Regions from separate parts of the Mus musculus genome. Here regions 2, 3, 4, 5 and 6 are each linked to region 1. Evidence: chromatin contacts called from public Hi-C data. All regions are on one chromosome and are shown on one strand. Each heading gives the region's core, a stretch centred on a gene start, on an enhancer-like site or on the middle of the called end of the contact. The rest is flanking DNA. Distances are from core to core; before and after follow the strand shown.

The links. Hi-C and Micro-C count contacts between places; a contact is called where the count stands out from the background.
Region 2: a contact with region 1 is called in a Hi-C map of bone marrow-derived macrophages, with 29 read pairs. The contact joins two enhancer-like sites. A contact is called at or near these places in 1 of 15 datasets of contacts at CTCF or cohesin (large pre-B cells), 13 of 484 Hi-C or Micro-C datasets (B cells, the C2C12 cell line, the CH12 cell line and 8 more), 10 of 115 datasets of contacts at active chromatin or transcription factors (T-cell acute lymphoblastic leukemia, acute myeloid leukemia, astrocytes and 7 more) and 1 of 9 other capture datasets (embryonic stem cells).
Region 3: a Hi-C map of the N1E-115 cell line shows a contact between it and region 1, with 11 times the contacts expected there. The contact joins two enhancer-like sites. A contact is called at or near these places in 12 of 484 Hi-C or Micro-C datasets (B cells, the HL-1 cell line, the N1E-115 cell line and 8 more), 2 of 115 datasets of contacts at active chromatin or transcription factors (the HL-1 cell line and embryonic stem cells) and 1 of 9 other capture datasets (embryonic stem cells).
Region 4: a contact with region 1 is called in a Hi-C map of uterus. The contact joins two enhancer-like sites. A contact is called at or near these places in 2 of 484 Hi-C or Micro-C datasets (the N1E-115 cell line and uterus), 1 of 115 datasets of contacts at active chromatin or transcription factors (stem cell-derived anterior neural progenitor cells) and 1 of 9 other capture datasets (embryonic stem cells).
Region 5: a Hi-C map of bone marrow-derived macrophages shows a contact between it and region 1, with 29 read pairs. The contact joins two enhancer-like sites. A contact is called at or near these places in 5 of 484 Hi-C or Micro-C datasets (B cells, bone marrow-derived macrophages, embryonic fibroblasts and 2 more) and 2 of 115 datasets of contacts at active chromatin or transcription factors (both in embryonic stem cells).
Region 6: a Hi-C map of uterus shows a contact between it and region 1, with 2.1 times the contacts expected there. The contact joins two enhancer-like sites. A contact is called at or near these places in 3 of 484 Hi-C or Micro-C datasets (the G1E-ER4 cell line, the N1E-115 cell line and uterus) and 1 of 9 other capture datasets (embryonic stem cells).

The regions. Positions count from the first base shown.
Region 1 is chr2:166,298,562-166,303,179 of GRCm38.p6, forward strand. No RefSeq gene overlaps it. Among named protein-coding and RNA genes, the nearest start is that of Gm30733, 14 kb to the left of the region's middle. Within about 2 kb of position 2,825, at least 76 of the 459 cell types and tissues checked have an H3K27ac peak or open chromatin away from gene starts, as enhancers often do. A contact at or near this core is called in the N1E-115 cell line, bone marrow-derived macrophages and uterus, where this site is marked.
Region 2 is chr2:166,551,479-166,556,096 of GRCm38.p6, forward strand. No RefSeq gene overlaps it. Among named protein-coding and RNA genes, the nearest start is that of Gm29679, 11 kb to the right of the region's middle. Within about 2 kb of position 2,188, at least 104 of the 459 cell types and tissues checked have an H3K27ac peak or open chromatin away from gene starts, as enhancers often do. A contact at or near this core is called in the N1E-115 cell line and bone marrow-derived macrophages, where this site is marked.
Region 3 is chr2:166,106,176-166,110,793 of GRCm38.p6, forward strand. All of the region lies in intron 3 of Sulf2 (sulfatase 2), which reads right to left. Among named protein-coding and RNA genes, the nearest start is that of Gm52534, 12 kb to the right of the region's middle. Within about 2 kb of position 2,351, at least 11 of the 459 cell types and tissues checked have an H3K27ac peak or open chromatin away from gene starts, as enhancers often do. A contact at or near this core is called in the N1E-115 cell line and bone marrow-derived macrophages, where this site is marked.
Region 4 is chr2:166,483,516-166,488,133 of GRCm38.p6, forward strand. No RefSeq gene overlaps it. Among named protein-coding and RNA genes, the nearest start is that of Gm30908, 14 kb to the left of the region's middle. Within about 2 kb of position 2,471, at least 28 of the 459 cell types and tissues checked have an H3K27ac peak or open chromatin away from gene starts, as enhancers often do. A contact at or near this core is called in uterus, where this site is marked.
Region 5 is chr2:166,124,657-166,129,274 of GRCm38.p6, forward strand. All of the region lies in intron 2 of Sulf2 (sulfatase 2), which reads right to left. Among named protein-coding and RNA genes, the nearest start is that of Gm52534, 6.8 kb to the left of the region's middle. Within about 2 kb of position 2,640, at least 15 of the 459 cell types and tissues checked have an H3K27ac peak or open chromatin away from gene starts, as enhancers often do. A contact at or near this core is called in bone marrow-derived macrophages, where this site is marked.
Region 6 is chr2:166,459,560-166,464,177 of GRCm38.p6, forward strand. No RefSeq gene overlaps it. Among named protein-coding and RNA genes, the nearest start is that of Gm30908, 9.6 kb to the right of the region's middle. Within about 2 kb of position 2,577, at least 55 of the 459 cell types and tissues checked have an H3K27ac peak or open chromatin away from gene starts, as enhancers often do. A contact at or near this core is called in uterus, where this site is marked.

The sequences.
Region 1 (4,618 bases), core at 1,575-4,074:
AGCCACCAGGACTCATTTGATCTCTGAGCTGTGGTTAAGGCATCGCTGTCCAGGGCACAGTCTCCCACGTGTCTTTTCCTTAAGAGACTTGAGATGCTCTCAATGTGGCTGAGGTCTGCAGCTCAAACAATTGCAAATGCCAACAAATGCCTGAATCCTGTGGGTGCACATCCCTGCTGTCACCCCATATTTCTGCTTTCAACCCCCTTTGACCTTCTGTGATGGTCCATCTCCAATGACAACATCTGGATAGGGTCTCTTCATCAGACCAGGTGTCAGGGTGCAGCTCCCGGTGGCCAAAGTCAGCCTCTGTCTCCTCGGACAGTACCAAAGTGTTGGTCTGATGGAGCTCGACATTCAGCACCCTGAAGTATGAGTTTAGAGCAGTGATTCTCAATCTGTGGGTCGCGACCCCCATATGGTGTCGAACGTGTAGTTTCACATGGGTCACATGTCAGATAGCCTGCATTTCCTTACCATTCATAACAGCGGCAAAATTACAGTTATGAAGTAGCAACAAAATAAGGTTGCGGTTGGGAGTCATCACAACGTGCATTAAAGAGTCACAGTATTAGGAAGGTTGAGAACCACGGCTCTAGCGAGGGATAAGATTGTATTAGCTACTCTCTTTACTGCTGGTGCAAAGGGCAAAGGGCAAGTTTGAGAAAGAAGGGGGGTCTTGAGTCTATAAGCTGAGGGGACAGTCCACCACAGTGGGGAAGGCATGGAGGCAGGCGCCTGGGGAGGCATACACAGTCGGGAAGCAGAAGGACTAAGTACCCACGCTCAGCTTTCTTCCCTCGGTTCAGTCAAGGACCCCAGCCCAAGGGTTGGTGCTGCTCACATCCAGGGTGGGCTTTCCCCCTGCAATTGGCTCAGTTTAGAATCCCACTTAGAGATACACTCAAAGGCTGGTCTCTGGGTGATTTCAGAGCCCTCCAAGTTGACAGTTGATGTTAACCACCACACAGGCCTTCACTGTGTGTATCTGTTGGATTCTGAGGAGGAGAATGTTGGTGTGATGGTAAGGGTTAGCAAGACTGTGCCAAGGTAAAAAACAGGACTCAACTCTTCATAGTTTAATAAAGTCAAGAGAAAAGCAAAAACTATAAAAAGAAAAACACACCCTTTAGTGGTGTGTGTGTGTGTGTGTGTGTGTGTGTGTGTGGTGTTTTGAGACCAATGGTCTGTGCTGGGTATTGCAGAATATTTGATCACACTATGTTATTTACTCAGATTGTATTATTTACTGGAAAAAAAAACTAGTATCTAGTTGTGGTATGGCTCAGTCCAACACACACCTTTAATCCATTCCTCTGGCTGAAATTCAGACATGCCCTTATTACACGCTTTTAATCCCAAACAGTGAAGTAAAGTTAGTTTGTAGAAGGAGGCACCCATGTTTGAAAGTGATGGAAAATTGAGTGGCAGACAAAATGATGAATCAGAAACATATTTGATAGAACAGGATATGCCCAGCTCTCATGAGAAGAGAGAGGAAGGGAAGCTACTTGAGGGGCCGTGTGGAGAGAGAAGAGGAGGCAGTTTTACCAGGAGAGTTTTACAGAAACAGGTTGAAGAGAGAACAAACTAGGCGAAGACAAAGACAGAACAAACCAGGAAAGAGGAGCCTGAAGATTAGAACAAATTGTCAAAACTGGTATGAGGTCAAGCAGAGCAATTCAGTCAGAGACCAAGAGAGAAGCCAGATGGAATCAGTCAGCTTGGAGGGGAGTCTGACCCGGAACAGCTCACTTGAGCCAGCCAGAGCTCAGAAAGAGCTAAAGGGTGAGCTTATTCCGCAGCAAGTCTGGAGGCTGAGAACATTCCAGGCAGGCCTAGACTGGACTGTATAGAATCTAGAAGCTTCTAGGCCTAGGCTTAGGTCAGCAGACAGAGTCAGTAAGCCACTAAGATGCAAATCACGTTATGCAAATAAAAATCACTTTAACAGCCAGGTGCCCTTTTTCATTCTCCACTTTATTTTTGAGACAGGTTCTCTCACCAGACCTGGAGCTCATCTAATTTTCTGAGACTATCTGACCATAGAACTCCAGGAATCCTCCTGCCTCTGTCTCACCAGCATGAGGATTATAGGCAGGAGTCCCCATAGCCTGATGTTACATGCTATGGAGGATCTAAGCTCAGGTCCTCATGTTTTTGCTGACTGAGTGCGATTCCCCACCCCTACTCCTTAAATTCTATATATTCAATGTGGGTTTGTGGGAGGCTCTTGTTCACCAGTGGATCAATGATCTAGTCTAATGGAGGTAGCACGGAGGATCAATGTTCTAGTCTGATGGAGGTGGCACAGTCTTGCCACATGTTCCAAAGACTAGCACGACAGAGTAGAAAGAATCCCACTGTGTCGTCTTGGAACTAATACCTGCTACTTTCTTTTGATTTATTTCTGAGAGTGGTCATCTGTCTGCAGGACTCTAAGGTCAGGGACATCCGTGAACGGAGCACAGGGTGGAGCACATGAATGGAGCAGACAGTGGCAAGTGCTCCTCAGTAGGGGAATGATGTGGCTAGGGATAAATAGACTTAATAAGCAATTTGACTCCAATGGTCGTTCCTTCTTGGACTATTTGGATTTTAACAAATTATCATCCCTCTGTGTTGACGAGTTGGAGAACATTAGGCTGGGGACTTTCTGCTCTGTCTCTCAATAATTTTATTTTGTCTTCTGGAAGGCACGGCATGCATCCTCTGGGCTTACAGCCAGCTGAGTCATCTCGCCCGTTTCTCTGTCTCTGCGGCACGAGGTCTGTGACACAGAGGTCTATGTCAGGACCCAACAGCCATCTCAGCCAGAAACTGGGCCAAGGATTCAGACGCCACCAAGCGCTTGATGGGACTGCCCTCGGGCATCCACCAGGGAGACCAGAACAAGGAACTGTGTCCCTGGAGCCTTGTGAGTCACACTTGGTCCTGACCCCAGATCAATTTGTCATCACTCTGGAAAAGGGGTGGGGTTAGCACACATCTCTCCAGAGTGCCCTTAGGGGCCCTTTGTTATGGCAGTGGGATTAGAACCCTTGGTTGAAGGTTCTCACTGCCTCAGGCTATTTGGAGATCCAAGAGGGTGAAAGGGGAGAGAAAGAGAGAGAGAGAGAGAGAGAGAGAGAGAGAGAGAGAGAGAGAGAGAGATCCTGAGGGAAGGGAACAGCAAGCATCCCAGGCCAAGTTTAATTATCCCATCATAAAAGAAGAAATAAAAATTGTAACCAAAACTCTCCCTCTGTCTCCAACATAACATCAAAGTGGGAATTTGTCAGGAGTGAGGAAAAATGTCAAGGAAAAAGAGTGGGAGGAAGGAGGGAAGGAATAGAGGAAGGAAGGAAGGAAAGAAGGAAGGAAGGGAGGGAGGGAGGGAGGGAGGGAGGGAGGGAGGGAGAGAGGGAGGGAAGAAGGAAGGAAGGGAAGGAAAGAGGGAAGGAGGAAAGGAGGGAGGGGGAGGGAGGGAGGGAGGGAGGGAAGGAAGGAGGGAGAGACGGAGGGAGGTCAGCCACTAGCTAGGATGGTTTTGTCTGAACTTCTTTGCTTCTCCCTGACTGAGGGCAGTGTCAGGGAGAAGCCTGAACGCCATCTCTGGTATGCATGGGGCTGAACTCCAGGAACCATGTAAGAGAAGATGGTGGTCTGTCCACCGGCGGCAGCGATTTTCTCAGTGTTCAGAAACACCAGTCCTGGGCTGGAGAGGGCTCAGCAGTTATGAATGAGACCATGCTGCTTTTAGAGAAGAGCCAGGTTCAGTTCCCAGCCCCCCACCAGATGGCTTACAACCTGGAACTCCAATTGCAAGGGGTCTGATGCCCTCTTCTGGCTTCTGTGTGGTACCTGCATGCACAGGGTACATATAAACTCATGCAAATGCGCACGTGTGCACACACACACACACACACACACACACACACACACACACACACTCACACAGAGAGAGAGAGAGAGGAAACCTGCCATACAAACTCCATTTATGAGACAGACTGGCAACATAGCTTCTTTGGCTGGCTCACTCTGTACCCTGCCCCCACCCTCCTTACCCAGGAGCCATGTTGACAAGTTCATACATTTGTAAACCTTGTCCAAGGTCAGTTCAGATCCCTTGAAGACATCTCAGAGGGAACTGTCACAGTAACTGACTCTAATTTCTAGAATTTTCATGTGAGGAACCAAGGATGGTACTATGTGCCTTGGCGCAATGAGACAGTTATCAGGGGCAGGAGATTCAGGTCACCCCACCCAGTGGTCAGCACCAGTGTGGTCTTCCTGTCTTACATGGGATGCCTTCCACTATTGAGCCTCGGTATGACCCCAGTGTCTTAGCAAGCCTCTTTTTCAGCTCTGAGTAGCTACAAGGCACAGCAGGTTAACATTCTGGTGTGGGGATGTTGTCTAGGGAAGATCGTTCAGATACTGGGTCCAGGAGAAGAAATTCTTCCTGGCTCTGAGGTTGAGGATAGAAACCAGCCGCACAAACTCCACCTGAGCAACCATTATGTTAGCGTGAATAGACACGCTTGGAAACCAAGCCAAGAAACTGAGGATGGCAGAGCGGAGGGAGGCTGAGGCAGCGGTTAAGTTGGGTTATTTACCCCTCCATTACTGGGGATAA
Region 2 (4,618 bases), core at 938-3,437, 250 kb after region 1:
CCTACTCAGTCACACGGGCCATCCGAATTGTGGCCATTGTTTCTCTGAAATGGGGATTTTTCCAGCTGTGGTGCTGGCTACCTGCATCATTCTTCCAGAGATGCTTCACATCTGCCCACACCTCCATGAGGGTCCAGTGCATGTCCCCAACCACTCTGTCTAAGGCGCGCACCTACACACACACACACACACACACACACACACACACACACACGGGTCCTTTCCACTAATTGCCATGGCGTCTCTCCTCCCCAGGCCTAGCACCTCCTGACACACTGATAGCACCTTTCACTCCCCTGTAGAATGTATCAGTCCCAAGAGATCAAGGCGATCTGCTCCACCCTAAGTGCCTGGCTCACAGACGATGGCCAGTCAATGCTCACTGCGCCATTAAGTTACCTAAAATCAAAGGAGCTAGGACAGGTCAGCTGGGGTCCACAAGGGGGTTGCCTAGAAACAGCCGGGCTCTTGAGTCGGGACTTAGGTCCTGGAGCATTCCAAGCTAAGCGGAAGAGAATTCCAGGTGCATCAGGACTCCATAAGCAGGGCCCAGGACACACACACCTCAAGTGCTGTCCTGACTTCTGAGCCCAGCAAAGGCCCAGATCTTAGGCCGTTTGACAACAGCCCTTTCAAAATTAACTGGATGTTTTATTCATCCTTAAATTCTTTAAAATTGCAAATCAAACAGTTGCGGGTGCTCGGCTAGCCTCGGCTTCTGGGCTCTTGTGTTGCAAATAACTGTGCTCTCCTGCATACCAAGCGGACCTTTCTGCGTCCCAGGAAAATGAATCTCTTTTGGTGTTCATTGCGCTAATTGCATCCACAGCGGAGGCAGAGCAAACATCTTTCCCTCCTGATTTGCATTATGCAAAACCTTAATCTCCCCAAGTTTCCTAAAGCCTTGTGAATGATTCACAGCCTTCCAATGCCTGGAACAGCTCGGCTTGATCTGCTTGTCCATATAAATTAGATTTACTGAGGAAATAAAGGAGGCTCGATACTATAAACTATTGGGAAGATGACCCCCGAGTGTGGATGCCCCATAAATTTGTGTCTTGGGGGGTACTGCGAGGCTGCTGATCACACACATATTGCTAGATTTATCTCTTTTGGGCTATTATTGACATGAAGAGGAGAGTAGATTGCCATTGGGAGCCACTGTGCTGTCTGGGAGAGGGGCTGGCTCTCCCTGAACTGGCAAAAAGTGGCTTACAGAAAGCCTTCTCCAGACAAGGGGCCACCAGGAGAGGACTCAGGTTGAAGCAAAAGCGTGCAGGAGAGGCTGGATTCGAAGGCAGCCGAGTTCAGCCTGTGACACTGAGGAGGTGACCGCCCCTTCCCTTTGTTCCCTCACCTCCTGTTGGGGAAAACAAAACATTTCCAAACTTAGAGGGCTAGAGGAGGTCCCAGATGGAGTCTCCGCTGCACACCTGGGCCTCCTTCTAGGAACTAGTGGGGACCAAGATAGCAGGCCCAGGCTTCCAGGTGCTCAGAGAGCTCACTGGAAGAGCTCCATCCACAATGAGAGCTTACATGGTGGTGCCGGAGAGGGGGATGGTAACATTAGCCAGATTACAGGCTCAGACCCAACGCTGTGAAGGTGTGCAGAGCCAGCCCCGATGCCAGAGCCTGTTAGTGCTGTAAGCCTGCTGCCCTGGCAACCAGAAATGCCAGGCACGACTGTGCCAGGTTCTGATGTTGGGCTTCAGATCATTATTTCTGTTATTATTTACATGGCCATTGCACAGATTTGAAAGCTGAGTCCTACTTTAGAATCTAAGTCTGCAGGACGCCCCTACCAAGCGTCTTCCTTCTCTAGTCCCCTAGAGTGGGGCTGAGCAGGGGAAAGGGGGAGTTATTAGTGTTTATGCTAATACCTGTCAGCTGGAAGTTTCTACTCTGTGCTATCTGATGGTAAAGATCAGGGTCTCTGCGACCACAGTCCCCTTTCTCAGAGACCTCTTGTTGGCCTCTGCCAGGCATTTCCTGCTGGGATTTACTCGTGACTTCCTGTCCTTTGCCAACTGCAGACCTGCAGGAAGATGGTGGAGATGGAGGAGGCAGGCAGGATTTGTATTTCCTGTTGGTTTCTTACTGTTTCTGCCATTCCCACCAACACCACAGCGGCGCCCTTAGACGCCCCACATCCCCAACCAGCCCCGCCTATGAAATGTCTCAGCCCCGCCTATGAGGCATCTCAACCCCGCCTACGAGGCTTCTCAGCCCCGCCCTCCGCTCTGCAGCATAAGGCCCAGATCTACGGCGTATTCAAGGGTCAATAAGTTTTCCCCTTAAAAGTGTCACTAACATTCCTGAAAGTGTGGCTTGTGAGCCCCCACCCCCTCCCTCTGCATTGTATGAGGACAGTCATAAGCAATTTCCGGACTCAGGAGCATGGCTGTGCTCTATACAACTCCATATACAAGCACTTAGTCTAGTCATGAGTAATAGCTGCCTGAGCACATAGATGAGGGTTCGTCTTTGTCTCAGCAAGACAACTCCGTGCTTGCATCCTGCATCTTTAGGCTTTAAACAGCCACGTGTCATCGACACTGTGGGCCAGAGTGATGCTGACAGAACAGAAAGAGAAAGGCTCTTGAAGTTCATGCCAAGGCTGGAGGTCAGCACAGGCTGAGGAAGTGCGGGCTCATACCACTGGCACCAATGGGAAGACTCGAAACATTTAGATCTCATAAACTGGTCCGGATAGGACGATGCCCCACGCAGCTGCCAATGAGGTGTCGGTGGGTGTGCTGGGTGTGCTGATTGGTAAAATAACACCTCTGGAGCAGCAGTAGCGAGTGACTTCACCACCTGACTGGGTTTAAAGTCAGTCTCCAGGAACCATTTGATTCTCCACAGGCCAAACATGCACGTTAGCTGGGGTGTGATGAGGTTCGGCACAGCGTCTCTGGAGGCACAGAACGGTTGGAAGCAAGTTATCTGAAGGGCCCCGTCTCTGACTCCTTTGAATGTCTTTCTTCACATGATTGGAGGAACACTGCGATCCAGACTGACTGAGTGGACCACCAACCAAATAGAGACCGGCTCCCCTTCATGAACTAACCATTAAATTCAGAATATCTGGGCCATTGTGATGATATGGCTGGTAAAGGCCTTTGCTGCCTGGCCTTACAACCTGAGTTTGATGTCCAAGAATCATGTGATGGAAGGGAGAGAACTGACTTACACACACACACACACACACACACACACACACACACACACAATGAGTGCACACTCACATACACACACACACTTATGTGATTTTTAGAAACTAAGACCGGAATCCCTAGCAAGTGCCCCCAGATAAACACATTCCCCGATCCCACAGAACACTCTGTCCTCCAGCGTCCTCATGCGAGCTCCCCAGCCACAAACTGTTGCAACCATTTCCAAGAACAGTCTCTGTCCCCCCAAAGCGACACTATACCTGCCTTTGGTGCTTGTGGCTGTGGCCAGTGACAGGTGGGTGGGGCCGGAAGACAGGACAGGGCTCCTTACAAGGAAGCCTTGTAGGGAGAAAAGTGGCTGCTGCTACGTCTACCTGGCTCCTGGTCCCTTTTCTATGCTCACGTGATTTCTAGTGCACATTGTGGAGTGCGTGTGTAGTAGGTGCATAGTAAATATTCTTTGTATGCACAAACCTACTGTACTGATTGTTCCCTTTTGTTTTTATTTTCAATTTTTTCATTTATTTTTTATACGTATTGGTGTTTTGCCTGCATGTATGTCTGTGCGCCATCTTCTTGCTTGGTGCATGCTGAGTCCAGAAGAGGGAATTGTATTTCTTGAGGCTGTGAACTGCAGAGGCCTGTAAGCTGACTTTTTTTTTTTTTTTTTTTTTTTTTTTTTTTGGTGTTTTTGAGACAGGGTTTCTCTGTGTAGCCCTGGCTGTCCTGGAACTCACTTTGTAGACCAGGCTGGCCTCGAACTCAGAAATCCGCCTGCCTCTGCCTCCCGAGTGCTGGGATTAAAGGCGTGCGCCACCACGCCCGGCTTAAGCTGACATGTTAATGCTGGGATTTGAACTCAGTTCCACTGGAAGAGCAACCATTGCTCTTTGCCACTGAGCCATCTCTCCTGCACCTGTTTTATTAAGATTTATTCTTTCATTTATTTTATTTATATGTATGGGCCTTTTTGAATTTTATGAGCACAACATGCATGTAATACCTACAGCAGCCAGAAGAGGGCATCGGATCCCCAGAACTGGAACCCTTAGCAGCTGTGAGCTACTGTGTGGACACAAAGAGCCAAACCTGTACACAAGAATTCAAGCTCTTCCTCGCCAGCACATTTTATTTAATTTGAAATAAAGCCTTTTCCTTAGTTAAGCCTCAATGAAACATAACCCTTAGCTATCAGTCCTCATGCAATGTTTTGGGCCTGTCAGGACATGCCTAGCTAGAGGCCAGGTGACAGGCTGACATCCCAAACCACCACTCTTGGATACATGATCCCTTGGATGCAGCAGAGACTGAGTGCAGTGGTTGGATAAGAATGATCGCCACAGGCTCCTATTTGAATGTTTGGTTCATAGGGAGTGACACTACTTGAGAGTGATTAGGAGGTGTGGCCTTGTTGGAGGAAGTGTGTCACAGGAGGTGGGCTT
Region 3 (4,618 bases), core at 1,101-3,600, 190 kb before region 1:
GTTTATGAGGTGCCGAGGGCTAAATCCAGAGCCCTCCACACAGCTCCCGACGGAGCCACATCCCCAGCCCCACCACCACTAGGTTTCAGTGGTGGATGCCTGTTTTCTGTCTCTGCCTGGCAGGTGTTCAAGTACTCATCTTTGTATAACTGGGACTGGGTAGGGAGTGGTAACTGACTCCCCAGGGAAGAGTGAGGATGGATCTGGAAAGTTCTCCACAGCAGGGGAGTGGGTGAAGTGTGTTTTATACAGAAGCAAGTACTAAGGTGCCAGGGCAGGGATGACCGTACCACAGAGAGGGTCAGTGGCCCGCGTATGAATGGAACAGAAGAGCCAGAGGCAGGAGAGACGTGAACAGGTGAGCCCGATAGAAGGAGCTGTGGGTTTATCTCAGGAACTCAGAACAGCCAGGGGAGGGTTTCAATCAGAGTGCAGCTTTTCAAGGCACCCCCTGTTGTCCTCTTTGGGGAGTAGGGGTGGTTGGCTAGTCACCAGGGGAAAGAAGGGCCAGGCAGCTCACAAGGACTGAGGGCTGAGCCCTTTCTAGGCTCCTTTTTCCTACCTGCTTGTTCCGAGTGGGACTGTTGCTATGGAGAGAGCTTGGGTTGCAGAGGACCCCAGGGCATCAGGCCAAGGCTGGGCAGTGGGTGCAGGGGACCTGGAGGGGGTTGCTTGAGTTTCTAACTGAATGCAGGCTTCAGCCTCCCCTGCCAGACTCAGGCAGCTGTAGCAAATGACAGAGTCCATTCATTTCCAGAAAACCTCGTTAGCTGGGAGGGAGGCTAGCTAGCATCAGGGAGAGGCTCTATGGCCTGTTGATTCACTATCAGGACAAACTGGCCTTGAACTCTCAAACCTGCCTCAGCTTTCCAATGCTTGGATTATAGGTGTGCACCCCCACACCTTTATGAAGTGATGTGGATTAAACCCATGGCTTCCTGTGTGCTGGGCGAGTGCTCTCCCGACTGAGCTATACTGTTGGCCCTTTCCTTTTAATGTGTGTATGTATGCCTGTGGTGTTTGTGTGTGGTATTATGTGTGTATGTGGTGTATTGTGCAGGCGTGGGGTAGTGTGTGTGTGTAGTGTAGTGTCTGTGTGTGGTGGTGTGTGTGTGTGTGGTATGGAGTATATGTGTATGTGTGTGCATTCCTGTGTGTGTGTGTGTGTGTGTGTGTGTGGTGAGTGTGTGTGGTGTGGGCTGTGTGTGTGTGTGCATCCCTTTGGTGTGTGTGTGTGTGTGTGTGTGTGTGTGTGTGTGTGAGCATTAGCATAGGCTAATGTCAGATATCTTTTTGGATTATTCTCCACCTTATATGCTGAGGTAGGGTCTCCCACATGAACCCCGACTTCACCAGTTCTACCAGCTTGTTCCAGGGATTTCATCTTCTTTGGAGACTGGGTTACAGATGGGCATTCGTACCCCGCCTTTTACCAGGATGCTGGGGATCGGGCCTGGTCCTTGTTGGCTTCCCCACTAAGCCATCTTCCCAGCCCTCTGCCCTCTCAACTGCAGACGTGCAGAAGGGTGGGGCAGAGGGGCAGACAATCCACAGCAGCCTTTACAGCAGGACTGGAGGATCCATCAACTATAGGAAATTCCCATTACCTCAGGGAGCGTGACATATCAGACCCCTCGGAGCTGCTCTCAGAGGTATCTCACCAATGGCCCTTTCCTATAATAATGAGTTTGCCGTATTTCCTCCCAAAAGGAATTCACAGTCGAAAAATAATTTCCTATGCCAGTCATCTCCCAAAGTTGAAAGAACATTAGAACAGCAATCTTCAAGAAAAATAAAAGCTGGGAGATTTATAACAAAGGGAGGCTTCAACCGGAAACGTCTCTGGCACATCCGTCAAGGAGACATGAGGTGGCAGTCAGGTGCCAGCAAGGAGACAGATTCCCTGGGAGGCTGCTGGTTCCCAGCGCAGGCTGGTGGGCGCTTGGTATTTGCAATTCAAATACTGGTTGCCCCTGCCATCAGGGACAGAATTTTCAGAAATAAGGAATCTCTTGGAAAAGTTTCACATTCAATTATAACAGCTTTCCTGTCAGATCTAATGCTAGGAAACTGAGCACATTTATAACTGCCAAAAACCTAAAACCAACCAACCACCACCCACAACAACAACAAAAAAAACCCCTTCCTTATTTATATAGAAAATAGACTCAGATTCAATACTCAGAACAATAAGCATAAAATAATCCCCCCACACACGAATGACTTGGAGGGTAGTGTAGAAGGCATGTGGACTGCAGAGCGTCCACCAAAGTCCCTTGCTTCATTCAGGATACAGCCAGCATCCTGTATCACTGTGTTCATGGATTTGGCCCATAGGGGGCGCTGTGCTTCCTTGAGAAAAAGGCTTGCAATTAAGTGGTCTGAAGCCTAAGAGGCCCTCCCTCCCATGAGTTGGTGTGAGTTAGCCTCCTGTTTGCAGAGTTAAAACCCAGTAGGCAGGCATGGAGCTGTGGTCCCAGCACTGGGGAGGTACTAGCAGGGGCATTGCAAGTTCAAGGGCCGCCTGGTTACCTAAGAAGACCTTGTTTCAAACATCAAACAAAACATGAGGTTTTGGGCACTGAAGCCTTTCTTCTGTCCCATGTCTACTGAAGTCAGGCCTGAGGGTGGCTCTGGAAGGGAGGACAGTGACAGGTGGGGGGTTGAACACATGAGCCATATCGTGACTCTCCAGATACCCACTCTGATCCTGGTACCTGCACAGTGTGTGACCTTATCTGAGCCCTAGCTTCTGTGATCAAGTTAAAAGAAGTTAAAAGAAGCTTACATCGATCGGGTCAGGGGGAACTGCAGGCCAGTGCTGTCAACGGGGAAATCTGGACACAGATGCCTGGATCTGAGAGCCACGAGGAGAGAGAGGCAGAGCCTGGGGAGCCTGGGATATGGAGAGCTGAGGAGGCTGGAACAGAAGTCCCCTGGGGACAGCCGATTTGGGATGTCAGAGGAGAAGCACCTCCTGCTTTAAGCTCCTGGGTTGTGGCTCTGGGTCTCTGCAGTTCTCGGGAACCTGTGTGTGGCTGAGCGAGGCTGAGGGACAGTCAGGGATCAGACGGACACCTGGACCTCCCCACCCCCATACCTCATCCTCAGGGGACTGAGGACACACACCTATGCTTACTCCACTTTTCCTTATTTGTGTGTGGCGTGTGCATGCATACATATGTATTCATGTATGTACATGTATGTAAGGATACTTGTACATGGGAGTGTGGAGGAATATCCAGTATCTTCCTCAATCATCCAGCCCCCCTCTCCAACAGTTGGTAACTTTTTAAAAATATATATTTATTTATCTGTGTGTGTGTATGTGTGTGTGTTTGTGGGGGTGCGTGGGTGCAGCATATGTGTGGAGACCAGAGGACAACTTGCAGGAGTTGGTTCTCTCTTTCTACTGGGTGGGTTCTGCAGCCCATCTCATCAGGCTTGGCGGCAAGCACCTTTACCTGCTGAGGCATCTTGCTTGCCTCTCTACCTTAGTGTTCAAGCCATCTCTTACTGAACCGGAAGCCCCCCAACTGGCTAGGCTGGCCGGCTAGTGATTCCCAAGGACTCTCTTGTCTCTGTCTCTCCAGGGCTCGTGAGAGGCAGTAGCTGCCATGCCTGGCCTTTTCTGTGGGTCCCGGGGAAGAAACTCCTCGTTTATTGATGGCTCTGCAGACAGAACGGTCTCCCAGCCCCCACGCTTCCTCTCCCTCCCAAGGACTTTCACTGCATGAATTTGTGGGACCTGGTCACACCGTCCTTGGGGTGATGCATATTATGGGCACTGGGCAACTTATCCACATCGTAACACTGCTGTAGAGAAGGGAAACTGAGCATCAGGGAAGCGTCCCAGCTCACAGTCACAAGTAATGTTAGAGCGAGGGCCTGGGTGACTCACTTATGTAAATCTTAAAAGCATTGAAAGGCTAGAGACTAAGGGCTTAAGGAGATTTGGGGACTTAAAAAAAGATTAATTTTATGTGCATCTGTGATCTATATGTATAGACGTGCACTGCATGGATGCTTGGTGCACATGGAGCCAGAGAGGGCCCTGGATTCTCTGGAACTGGAGTCACAGGGGATTATGAGCCACCCGGTGAGTGCTGAGACCCAAAGCCAGTCCCTTTGCAAGAGTGTCAACCGCTCCTAACTACCGGAGCCATTTTGTTTTAGATCAGAGGGTCTCCCAACCCATGTATAGGTTGAGACCCCTTTACCAAACCTTTACCTCCCAAATATTTACATGACAATCCCTAACAGTAGCAAAATCACAGTTATGAAATAGCAACAAAATAATTTTATGGTTGGGGGTCACCACGGCATGAGGAACTGTATTAGAATGTCACAGTGTATGAAAGGTTGAGAACCACAGTGTCAAACGGTCTCAGGTAGCCGAGGCTAGCCTCAGACTTTCTACGCAGATGAGGGTGAGTCTGAACAACTGGTCCTCCCTCCACTACGCCTGTGGGCTGAGAGCATGGGTGTGCCGCCATGCTTGACTTAACTAAAGGACAATGAGCCGGATCTGAGAGACAGATGTGGCAGGAGAAGCTGGACCTTCAGTGGGCTATATGACCCAGGCAAGGCCCAGACAGACCCCCATGCCGAGAGGTAA
Region 4 (4,618 bases), core at 1,221-3,720, 180 kb after region 1:
ACCTGGCTTGATTTAGCAAGCGCTCAAAAGCTCCTTCAAATGAGGTCACAGGCTCCCTGGGGAAAGAGCTACATCTAAGGAAGAGCAGCTCTCCCCCCTAACAGTCCTGAAGCTACATTGTAGATACAATTTCAAAATTCATTTCCACTGTAGTCCAAACTTAAAATGAAAGTCACAGATAGTATAATCTATATAGTTTTTTAAGATTTGCTTTATTATTTTATGTGCGTGTGTCTGCCAGTAGGGGGCATCAGATCTTTTGGTGATGCAGTTACAGACCTCTGTGAACCACCCAACACTGGCACTGGGAACCAGATTCCAGCCCCCACCCCTGATAGAGCAGCTAAGCGTACTGAAACTCTGAGTCATCGCTCTGGTCCCACACATGATCCTTTTGGTTCTGTTTTTTAAATTTGATGTCCAGGCTATAACATAAGAAGAAATATAAGGGAAAATAGAATAGTCGAGGTAATTTCAATGTGACAATGTCTCTCTTCCCACATGCAAATGCCCAGGCACAAGTGCCCATGAAGAACAGGTCAGCTTCCTGACCAAGACCAGTGACTAGTGTGTTGAGTTGGTCTCTCAAATGCCAAGTGTCATGGCTGCTGTTAGCATTCCTTCTAAGCTCCGCCCAACAATTACCTAGCAACAGCCAGTAGGCCTGGCTTCCTATAAAAGGGACAGATGGGCCTCTCTGACTCTGAACCCTGATTCCCTTTGCCCTCCTTAACACCTTTCTCTCCCCGACCCTCACATGTTCTTGGCCTGGCCAGCCTCTTCTCCTCTTCTCTCTCTCTCTCTCTCTCTCTCTCTCTCTCTCTCTCTCTCTCTCTCTCTCTCTCTCCATCCCCTCAACTCTCCTTCCCATGCCTCCAAATGAACTCTATTCTGTACTAGACCTATCATATGGCTGGTACCTAGGAATGGAGGGGAGGGATGCCTCAGCATAGGCTGGCTGAGGTACCCCCTCCCACCTCACCATACTGTGCTCCATAAAACATATCCTTTTTATAAAAGCACATCAGCTGCTGAGATCACCTTAGCAAGGTTTGGAGGAAATCCAGGTGAAATGTTGCTTGCCAGTGTCCATGAGAATTCCTGGGGAGCAGCCATGTTTGCAGAGACTGTGGCTGTTTAGCACTGTGGTGACTTGGAGAGGTTGGAACCAGGCAGGTTCCAGAGCCGATTACCTGACCTTGGGCTAGATCTAGCCATCTGTGACAGCCATTCCTTGCCCATCTCTGTGTGTGGACTAACAACTTGTGGCTAGTAGATAAAAAACTTGGGATCTACTAACTTAGCAGACTACTGGATTCCACGAATCCAAACGCTAGCAATGTCATCAGACACATCTGAGACCTCTAGGACAGCTCCCCCCATCTCTCTGCAGCCATCTGTCTGATGTACCCACCCGTGCACTCTAGCCTTGATTTATGACTTTCTCTTTTCTGTAAAACCATAAAAACATCATGAAACTGCTTCTGCCTTGGACCATGGAATCTGGGATAACTCAAATCTGTGTTCCTTAGCCACGCTCACTCAAAATGGCTACAGAATAAACTATCTCACGTTCCCCTTAGGCTCAGAATTGTTTTGTTTTGTTTTGCATTGACAGTAAACACTAGAGTCACCACTGGCCTCCTTCCTGGTCCCCTGTCATGAGAATGACCTCCATCCACACCCCTGCTGCCACAGTCCAGCCGATCGTCCTGCCCCTCCACTCCTGGTGCCTAGTCTGATGCGGCAGACTGAACTTCCCTAGGACCACGGGCCAGAGCAAATCTTTCTTCCCCCATCTTCTGCAGGACTGAGATGTCGTCTGCTCACATCTTAGCTTCAGGGCTGGCAGAGGATGGAGATGCCTCGGGCTGTGATGTATCCCAGGAGCTTCTTCTGTAGCCAAGAGAGGACCAGGCTGAACACAGAGGTTGACAGCAGTGGCTGCTAGGAGCACACACGCACACACGCACACACACACACACACACACACACACACGGGCTCACATGACCAGTGGGTGGAGCTAGTTGGGAAGGTTCCAGGAACATGAGAAGGTGGGATGCAGCTGGATGACCTAGCCTACTCTGGGACAGTCCTGGGACAGTCCTTTGCTGCTTAGTCCTTTCCCTCTCTGTGGATGAAGATACCCTCAACTGCACACACCCAGTGCCGCATCGCTCCCCTGGGTGTGTGGACCCAAATGACCCTGGACTGACTTCCCCTAAGCCAGGAGCCAAAGTAGCAACGTTTTAGTGGAGAGATGCTTAATGGAGGAACGATTTGTTTCAGCTCATGGCTTAAGACAGCCCAAGATAACTTTAGCTCTCAGTCAGCAAATTCCATCTTTCCACAGTCCGATGTTTTATTTAGCCAAGGTCAAATGGTCTGCAGGCTCCTCAGGATAGTTGTGGCTTCTCAGGAGAACTTCAGTTCCAGGGCTCAGATCCTTGCAAGCAAGATTTACTAACAGCTGGAAGCAGCTGGCAGGCCTCTCAGAACTAGAGCAGGATGCAAGTCTGCCTGGGGCACACCTGTCCCGGGCACTGGTGCAAGGTCACCCAGCACTAGCAGACCCTCCCACTGACTGCCTTCAGCTCCCTGATCCATCATTGCACCTCTGAAGAGGCAATACCCCGCTAGCTCCACACTGCCTACATGTGGCTGCCTAGTTCCACAGGTTGAGGCCTTCTAATGCCTGTCTGCTGAGTTCCTCTTGCCCTGTGCCTTTCTCTGGATAGTTTTCCACTCTGACCAGGATGAGGCGGGAAACCTAGAACACAGAGGCCTCCAGGGGCCTCCTGCCCCACTCCCAGGTATAAAGAACAGAATCCTCATTCCCTGAGTGAGCCAGACTCCTGAAGTCTGAAGGCTGCACACACACACACACACACACATGCATATCACATACACACACATGCATACCACACATCCACACTGATGCACACACACCCACACCTACACTGATGCACACACACATACACACACATGCATACCACACACCTACACTGATGCACGCACACACACATGCATACCATATACACACACACAATGCATACCATATACACACACACACATGCATACCATATACACACACACACACATTGCATACCATATACATAAACACACATGCATACCACACACCCACACTGATGTTCACACACATACACACACATGCATACCACACACCCACATTGATGCACACACACATATTCATACCACACACCCACACTGATGCACACACACATGCATACCACACACCCACACTGATGCACATACACATGTGCACAACACACACACATGCACACTGATGCACACACAGTGATGCACACACACACACACGTGTGTGAATGCACACATTGGGTGCTTCCTAATGGCTAGAAAACCTCCTTTCCCTCTCTATCCCTCTGTTGCAGAAACTCCCTCAGAGCTAACATGTCAGTCTCGAGGGGCTTGAGGCTCTCCACCAGAAGCTGCTTTCTCGGTATTTAACTGTGTCTGTGTGGGTCCCTGTGCACACGCTCACGTTCATAGGTATGTAGATTGCTCACATGTTATCTGTTACTAAGATACATCAAGACAACAATATTAATCACGATTTTAAAAAGCCTGTCAGTCTAACCTCATCTCACCGACTCGGTGCATTCTTATGTCCAGTCAAAGACACACACATGCACCAGGGTGGTCCCTAAGGACAGCATCTCCTAGAGACACTCTGTGTTAATGATAACACTGCCCCGTGGTGCTGCAGTGCTCCGAGATATTTTCAGATTCTATGATCAACTAGGATCAGCCACAATCAGGACTGGAATAAATATCTTTGAATATTTGTTATCCAAAGCATATGTATGCATACATATGCGCATATAGATGAGCCTCGGTTTCTATGGGACACTTTCCTAAAAATAGGGACTACTTGGGTGGAAGAATATGCGTATGTTTAACTTAGAGGTCGGTGGCTTCTGCCTGCAGCAAGATAAGACAGGGTTGGGATGAAGGAGCCATCTAACACTGCGTTGAAGGGATACGGAGAGCCTGCTGGCTGGGGAAGGGTCCTGGGAGTGTCCTGCTGAGGGAACACCACTAGGCAGAGAACCTGCAAAGGTACAGCAGGAACAGGGGACCAACAGGGGACTCCAAGCACAATAATAGCAGCAAGAGTAACAGCAGCTGAGACTGCGGAGCTGGCTCAGTCAGTAAAGCATTCGCCTTCAGACTGCGAGGACCTGGGTTCAAACCCTGAAACCAGACAAAAGAGTAAGAGCTGGACATGGTGGTCTGCCTGCACTTGTGTCTCCAGAGCTGCGGAGGCAGAGGCAGGCAAGCCTTGCTTCGAGTCTGTGACAGATGGCAGCATGCCAAGCAGCAAGGGTGAAACAAGGCTTGTGGCAGTGAGGCCAGCCGGTTGTTTCATTTTGAGGTGTACAATGGCCCAGCCCATCTGGAGAGCTCCAGAGTGCTGTCTCAAAGCAGCACAGTGGACAGCCTTTCAGAGGACAACCTCTGAGTTTGTCTCTAGTCCTATGTGTACATGTGTGCATATTCGAGCTTGTGCGCGCGCATGCGCGCGCGCGCGCACACACACACACACACACACACAGAGAGTAACCACGGTGCACT
Region 5 (4,618 bases), core at 1,390-3,889, 170 kb before region 1:
CAGTGGCAGGGTATCAAAGGGGGAACTCTGAACGATTGGTCCCCACTCTCTGAGGGAGGGCCTGCTCAAGATTGCACACACAGCAATCTTGCCACACCAGGTAAGTATTTAAGGACATAGGGATTGTTGGTGTTGGCCCAGGTTTTGGGGAATGTCACAGAGCCAGTTACCCAGTCACTAAAAGAGACACCTGCAAAGCAAAGCCTGCATCCTATCTGTGGCTGGCTGGTTTTTTTGTCAACTGACACAAGTTGGGGTTAATTGGAAAGATGGTACATCAATTGAGAAAGTGCCCTCACCAGATTGGCCTGTAGGCAAGCCTGTGGGGCATTTTATTGATTGATGATTAATATGGGAGGGCCCAGCCCGCTGTGGGTGGTACCATTCTTAGGTGGTGGTCCTGATTCCTATAAGGCTCCAGGCTGGGCAAGCCATGGGAACAAGCCAGTAAGTGTGGTTCTCCATGACCTCTGCTCCAGTTCCTGCCCCAGCTCCCAGGGATGATGAACTACAAACTGTAAGATGAGGTAAACTTTCCCCTCTCCAAGTTGGGTTCGGTCATAGTGTTTTATTAGCACAGTGAGAGATAAGCCTAGCTAAGACACTGTGATTGGTTCTGCACCATCTGCCTGGCACAATGCACTGCCTACCCAGTTGGAGAGCTGGGGTCCACTGCTGTTCTCCCTCAGCTGCCTGCTCAGGAGCACCAGCCCCCCCCCCCCCCCGCCCCCATCCCCAGCTGGTCTCCCTGCCTCACACCCTCATCCTCAAGCCAGCCCCTCCCTACTCACAGTTAGGCTCGCCTGGGTCCCTACATCTCCCTGCCATCTACCCTTCTTCCTGAGCCTGGGCGACATCTCCAAGATCCTGAAGAGACTGTGCCTACTACAGGGCTCTGCATCTGCCGCCCTGCCCCCAGAGCACAGATCCCACCACACCACTCAGTGCTAGAGGTCCTGTCCCCACCAGGTCCCTTGTGTACCCTGTTGTGGCTGTTTTATCCTTTTCTGCCCACCAACACCTGCTTCCCTTGCTTCCTTCTCAGTGGGTCCCGCTTCTGTCTCACAGTGCACCTAGCCCACAACCGACCCTCTTGTGACTAGTAAGTATGACACCAGCAATCACATTTGACCTCAGCACCCTTATCCTCAGAGAGTGGCCAGCACCAACAAACTCCTGCACCCACTGGTTTTGGCTCACAGGAGGTCCTGGCAGAAGATCAGAGAAGGAAATTGAGGCTTGTATCTGAATTCCCCCTCCTTCCTCTCTGTGTGTGGGCAGAGGGTATGACAGTGTCGGGTGGCTCTGCATCCGGGTTCCAGTAACTAACCTGAGGGCACAGCAGCCTCCCTGTATGCTTTCTTCAAGCCCGTTCACCCCTAGCAAAGACGCTAAACCCTCTGTGACTTGGCCAAACCCAAGATCACGTGACTATGTAAGAATGCCCACATCCCACGTGACTGCTGGGGCGTGGTCCTCAGGGGCTGCTCTTCATTTACTGTTTTATCCCTTTTTTGCCCTTTGACCTTTGCTTCCTGTTGCCAAGTACGTGGCAGTTCTGAAGCACAAGGTGGCCTCGAGGACAGATGTGACACAGAAGGGATGACAGAGTAGAAAGCTAGAGACATCTTGACACTACCACTCCAATTCTGGACCACCGGCCCCAGACATTTTTATGTGTCGAAGAAGCAATGCTAGGTTTCATTTTCCCAAGCAGCCAAGCCTAATTCTGACACACTTTCTAGAATTCAGACGAACCTGCCCCTCAACACCCTTGTCGACGAATAAAACTAGAAAACCCTCGCAGGAATGCACTTGGCAGTTTGAACCCAGGATGGGCCACTCCTGAGATAACCTGCATCCACACGCCTTCATTTCGCTGGTGAGTGGCAGCTGGAATGTTCAGAATGGATGTCGGTGGATGAAGCTGCCCTGAACTGCTGCCTGGAATCTGGGTGCATCTCCCTAGCTGCCTGCCATCTGGCCCCCGTGAGAGCCGAGGGTTTCCAACCCATCCCTTGGTTACCGGTCAGCAGGGGAGTGTAGTCTCCTCATCTGCCAGATGGAACGTGGAAAATGGGGCTGCCGGGTTCTCCTTTCCCGGGTCTGCTTTGCGCAGGATGTGGACGTCAGAGCTGGGGTCCTGAAGGCCTCAGTGTCCAGTAAGTGTACCCAGTAAGGTGCACAAAGCCTAGGAGCTGTACCTTGTCCCACTGTCCCCACTACATGCCTGAACCTCAGAAATCAAGGCTCACCCTCAGCTTCAGACTCCACCATGGCTGTCTGTGGAGTGGCTCCTCCCTTGGGGGCACTGAGCAACCCCATCACCTTTCCCCCACAGCTTTGCAGTCCCTGGAGATGTTCTCCACAGGTCTTACTTGTGACCTATCTGCCCATCTTTCCAGCTTTGCCTCTGAGCCTGCACCACTGCAATAGAGCACTGGCTGGGCTCCTCTTGTGCCTGGACAGCTGTAGACTCCGCACCTGCCTCACTGTACAGTCAGCCTCTTCTCCACCTAGTGAAATGGAAGTCAGACTGTTTCCCTTCTCTGACCCATGTATGCCTGACATCCACCCTCCCCAGAAAGTCAAGTCCTCTCCCTGGTTCAGCCTCAAGCCCTCACATGATGAACATCACCATCAGCACGCCTCAGACTTCCCATTTTCTGTGCCCTGGGTCACAGTGCTGCCACTCTGTCAGCCTGCATGCCTCTGGCCCTTTGCACCAACTATTACTGCTGCTTGAATGTGCTTCCTAGAATTCCTGTTAATAAGTTCCCTGGCCTTTCTTGATCCTGTGTCCCCTTTATCAATGAGATCATTATGGATAAAGTTTCACACGACCTCCCCACCCCCACAACTCCCTTCCCTCTTTGCTTGACTTCTGATCCTTTCTCACCACCTTCCCTGTCATATGCAGTTTTTTTTTTCCTCTCCTCCTCCTCCTTCTTCTTGTTTTGATTTTCCGAGACAGGGTTTCTCTGTGTAGCTCAGGCGGTCCTAGAAGTGACTCTGTAGCCCAGGCTATCTCGGAACGCAGAGATCTTCCTGCCTCCGTCTGCAAGTGCTGGGATTACAGGTGTGGACCGCCACTGCCCAGCTTTTAGTTTGTGTGTTTTGTCTTGGTTATTGACACACAGCTGTGCTAGACGCCCAGCGCTGCAGTAAAGATTCTGTTACTTTGTTGCTCTTTGCACATCAGTCAAGATTCTGTCTAGTTTGTTACTTTGTTGCTAGTTACCCTTCTCTAAGAACAAGTGCTCAGTGAATGAGGATGACGGAGCAAGTGAGGGTCGCATGGTTCATCATCCTGCAGCAGATGTGTGGGGAAACGCTGAACACCCCCTAACTTAACAGTCCCGGCTGCTTGTGTCCTCCAGAGCCAATGTCCAGTTTCCCTTGAGGGAAACCTGCCCAGCTCACCTCAATCCCAGGCTAGAGATTTCTGGGCTGTCTAATGGCCCTGCTGGCTGCACTGGCCTTTATACAGAAGTGCTTAGCAAGCTGTCTGAAGGCAGAGCCAGCTTGGAAGAAGGTAGAGATGAGGTCACACAGAGACCGGTGACATCTGGAGGAGGCCTTGGGACAGAGGGAGGGAGACAGAGACAGCGGGGTAGGCAGGGAGGATGCACGGGCCGGGCCAATGTCTCTCGGGCTGGGCCCCGGCCTGAAGCGAGGATGGAGAGACAGAGAGACAGACCCGGGGACGGCGAGACACACGGAAGCTGGGATGGTGCCTCTTGGTCGGATGCGGACTCGGGCTTGGTCCCCGGTGAGCAGAAGGATCTAAACGCACCTGAAACTCCAAGTACGCTTGAACTTCTCATTTCAATCCCCAGTAAGTTGCTGGTTCCAGTTCATCCAGCATTGCTTGGGCTGAGTTACAAGAAGTCACTTGTAACCAGGAGAGGCGAGACCTATGCTTGTCTGATTTTGTTTTCTTTTTGAGACAGTCTCATTATCTTCCAGGTTGGCCTGGAACTTGTGATCCTCTTGCCTCTACCTCCTGAGTGCTGGGGTGACAGACATATACAACCATGCCTGGGTTCATTCATGAGCTGTCATAGCTGATGAGATACCTGTCCCCACACCACCTTAATGGCCCATCTGACAGTGCCACATAGCTGACCTTTAACACTTATGATGGAACAATCCTATCTAATAGATCTGCTCCAGGCTATGTGTGACTCTCCCTGGGCTCTCTCAGAAGCCAGCTGAGCTCTGGAGATGCCCTGAAGTTGGCCTGCATCCACTTAACTTGGTCAGTGCTGGCAGAACCCAGCATTTCCTTGGCTTCCCTGGGCACAGCGCAGCGTTGTGACAGGACTGTGGTGTCACACATAAGCCCATGCTGCTGTTCTGCTAGTGTTCCTGTGTATTTTTAGAGATGTCCTCACTCTCTGCAAGTGGACAGACAACCCAGGTGCTCAGTCACTAGTGCTCTGGGAACCCAGCACCCAACGATTCCAAATGACAACCAGGGAACTGCAGGTGCAACGAAAAGGCAAGACGACCACAACCAACAACCATGAGATAGATTGAGCCCTTCTCACTGGGTCCTGATGAGTGTGGACAGCTGTCCCCACCTGGGACTGGAAGGAAACCCAAGATTAGCTCT
Region 6 (4,618 bases), core at 1,327-3,826, 160 kb after region 1:
ACACACACGTACACACACACGTACACACATATACACTCGTATGCATGCACACACATACACACACATACACTTTCACACACACATGCACACTTGTGCACACACAGGCATGCATGCATGCACACACATACACACACATGTGCACATACACACACAAATACATTCGCATGCACATGTACACACACATACACTTGCACATGCATGCACACACATACACACACACACACACACACACACACACACACACACACACACATAAACACGCAGGCATGCTCTTGCTCTTCCCAGGGCTGCTTCCTCTCCCATCATAGATTGCTCCCTGCCCTTAGGGGCTGCAGCCTCCTCTGCTTCCTGCACCATTTGGAAGAGCTTTTTAATTACTTTTAATTCTCTCTCAATTTTCTGATCCATCGGCGTGCATGAAAGAGAGATGAAAATGGCTCCCTCTTTTTATTTGGCTTGGTCATCCTCTCGTTCTCAGGCGCCGGCTCTGGTTTCACTCAAACCCTCCTGCATCTGAGGCTGCAGGAACAGGAAGTCCCCCGGGAGGCTGGACTGGCTGTCTGGGTTGTGAGTCAGTCTATCCTTACCCACCTCAACCATGGGACATTCGCACTGGAGGTCAAACGGCAGGCTGGTTTATTTCAAAGTATTGGCAGGTGACAGGGGTCATTCTGAGGCCCTGGTTTTTCTCTCTCTTCTGAAAGCTTCACTCAGCAATGTTTTTACCCTCAGGGACGTTGAGCACACTTGAAATCTCCACTGACTTAGAAATGACTTTAAAAAACACCCTCTGGTGGATTTAGCATGTCTTATTCTGGAAAAACAATTTTTAACTTGAAAGCTATTCTTCATAAGTTAATGATGCTGCTATCACCAGCCCACCCCACCCCTATTACAAAGACCCCAAGTGGACCGCTAAGGCACAGACATAAGGTCGCCATGCTAGCTAGACTATCACACAGTCTCTAAATGGCCCTGTCCATGTGAAGGGAAATGTTTCTTCTGGGTCCAGAGACCCTCTGGGTGCATCCCATGTCTTTACTCCATTTCGCCCTCCTAGTTTCCTCCAAGGAAGGTCCTGTTCTCGTCCATTTCCAGCACCAACAGGGAAACTGAGTCCCAGAAATCTCGTGTCACTAGCCAGAGTGTAGTTCCACCCTGAGCTCCAGCTAGGCAACTCAGAACAGCCCTGGACTGAAGGAAGTGGAGAACACCGGCCAATCAGCAGCAGCCATCTGTCTGCTTCCAGAGTGCAGGTGCTTTGTGACCAGCTGTCTCACACTCCTGCCGCCCTGTGCTCCCCGTTGTGATGGACTGTACCCCCGAACCCTTCCTTCCTCCAGTTGCTTCTGGTGAGATGATTCTTCTCCATAACAATGAGAATATTAACTAACATGATATATGTCTGACATGGTTACCCTGAAACCAAGCACGGCCAAGGACAGAGGCCCAGCTTGGAGTGCATAGGAACTTCTGGGAGGAAAATGGTGACCATGGCTCTGTGAGGAAGGAGGCTGTGGACACTCAGTCTGTGCCACGTTTCCTCAGAGGTCAGGAGGGAGCGTCAGAAGCTGCTTCAAAACTTTGGCCTTTTGTCTGCTGGTTTACTTAAAATTTCCTTTGACTTTTTTTAAAAACATAAACAAAGGTATTAGAACAGAAAACTTGAATCACATCTGTGTAAGTCAAAGCTAATATGTCACAGTGGATGGGCAATGCGCTCCAGAGAATGTTGATTTAAAAAAGATGTTAGGTAAAGGGGCCCATGCTAATGGATATAAAATATGCCTTCTCCATTTTAATATCATCTGGTTATAATTTTAACTTCTGAGTTATTTTTAAATACAGTCTTGATGCTGGGGATAGCTCCAGGACCTTAGATACTACTAAGCAAGATCCCGTAAGCTATACCCCTATCCTTAAGGGTTTTGGTTTCTTGAGACAAAGACTTACTATGTAGCCCAGGCTGACCCCAAACTCATGGTTCCTGTGCCCTCTATCTCCCAATCACTGGTAGGGCAAGCATGTACCAACATGTTCATCTGCCTAACATTTTAATTTAAGTAACTTAACTAGATGGAAACAGCCAAGAGAGCAGCCCTGACAAACCAATATGGCGCTTGCATCTCTGTAGAGTTCTCATTGGCAGGTGCCTCAGGCACGGTACCCACAGAATGTCTCAGAGATCATTCTGATTTCTGGGCTGTCACCACAGGTGTGACTCAATTATGACTGTATTTGGAGAAATCGTGTTCTTGTTGAAGGCACACATGGGACTGGGGATCTGGGGTCTTTCAGGCCATTGATACTGATCTTGCATTCTGGGATACATTTGTAGGCAGACTCCTTTTGCCTATAACCCTCGGGTCCTCCGCAGGGCAGAGTGGACATCCTGCCAATTCACTTTGAGGTTGCTTTAAAGACAGAGCAGAGCATCTATAGCACAATATACCTTGTGATCAGGGCTGCATGTATTTGCATCTTGGCTCCTGCAACTCTTCTAGACAGAACCTCAGCACAGCTCACGATGAGAACCACAGTGAGGCCACCCCTTAGCTAGAGCTGAGCCCAGCTGCTCTACACTGAGTCATAGCTGACCAGACAAAGTCAGCCTGGATCTGCTGGCCCATAGCGTACACTGAAGGACCTTGAGGGCGAAAATAAATGCTTGCTGTTCTAGTCATTTGAGGCTGGTCTGTGAGACATCACCATAGAGACAAAACCAAATATAAAATCCCTTCTCAGAAACCCACCCTTTTCTTGTCTGTCCTAATGGAAGACTGGCTCACAGGAACCCATCTCAGGCCATGAGCAGACAAGCGCTGACTGAGCCAGGGGCATGCAGCAAAGATTTCCTCTGGCCATCAAAAGGAGAAGGCAGGAGCCGGAGAGATGGCTCACTGGGTGAAAGGGCTTGCAAGTAAATCTGTTGACCCAAGTTCAAGCCCCCAGAACACACACAGTAGGAGAGAACTGACTCCCAAAGTTGTCTCTAACCTTCACTCACATGCTATGACACTCACACACTAATGCACACACACATACGCATATACACATACACACACATACATATACATACACACATACAAACACACATACATTCACACACACATACACACATTCACACACACACACATACATACTCATACGTAAACATACTACACACATACATGTATACACACATATACACACACATACATACACACACGTATATACATACACACACATACATTAAAAAGTGTGGGAATTAGGAGAAAATAAATACTAAAAAAAAAATTTTTTTAAACCACTTCCTCCAGCTATGCTTAGCCTCTTGAAAGTTCCAAGGTCTCCCAAAACAGTGGCCCCAACTGGCAACCAAATGTTCCCAAGTATAAGCCACAGCAACAAGCCTTGCTGGTTTTCTTATTTGAGCCTACACCAAAGCTGGTCACTCGAATTCACAGATCACGTCCCTTACAGCAGCTAGTGCCAGCCGCCTGCTCCTGGGTGGACAATCCACATCAGAGAGCATGAACGAAGACTTCTCCCGCTTGTTCCTTCCATCTTTCTGCTCTTAGATTTCAGAATAAATAACTCATGAACACTTTCATCTGGGTTGCCCGAGACAAGGCAGAGGGGAAGGTGGAAAAGAAAATATTGATCAGACAGCAGTAGTCAGTACTGCGTCTCTTCTACGGGAGGCTGCAATGAGGGCCATGACCATAACATCAGTGGAAGCGTACATGGCTGTGCATCCTCCGGCATCAGAACGATTTCCCAAATAACCCCAAAGGAAGACATGGATCTTGGAGGACATGGTTTCTAATTGGCAGCTCCTACCTCCAGTTTCCAGCTAATTTCCATTCTAGAATTTTCTCTCTCTCTCTCTTTTCCTTCCCTGTGGCAAGGTGTGCTATTCACTGTTCACACACACACACACACACACACACACACGCACGCACACACACACTGAACTGTCTCTTTTGCATTCAGCAGTAAAGCGGGAATCCATGACTTCTCCAGTTTCTAGACATGGCAGTATGAACAGCCATGTTTTCAGCCTAACAGGGACGGAGACTGGCGGCCTGTAACTGGGAGAAAGGCCTACTCAGCACACCCCTGAGAGGCTGACAACCCACAGCCTGGCGGTTCCAGTGGGCTTGAGTCATCTTTCTTCTGTAGCTTTTTCTGAGAACAGAGACTGGAGCACTTCTGGCCACCTTTCAAAATCTAGAGGAGCCAAGAAACACTTAACACGTGTCCTGGAGACATTCCGGGGCTTTTGAAAGAAACACAAGCAGAAATCTCTCTCCTCGGGGCGCTTGTGTGATTTAGACACAGACAAGATTTTGAAACACGGGTGAAGGATGTGGCATCATGAGCCAGATGAACATGTTGAAGTTTCAGATTCCTCCCTAAGAGCTCCGATCATAAATTATGTGTCTTAACGAAGCATCCTAGCTTCCCCACAGAGGCCATGAATCCACTCTGATCTACGACAGTCTCCACAGCAACTGCTGATTGGGATGAGAGACCTGGGGTATTTCTAATTGACAACTTCATGACTCTAAGAAGCCTGAGAAAAAATGGGGGAGAATTGGAGGAAAACGAGGCTGGAGAGATGTCTCAGAGTTAA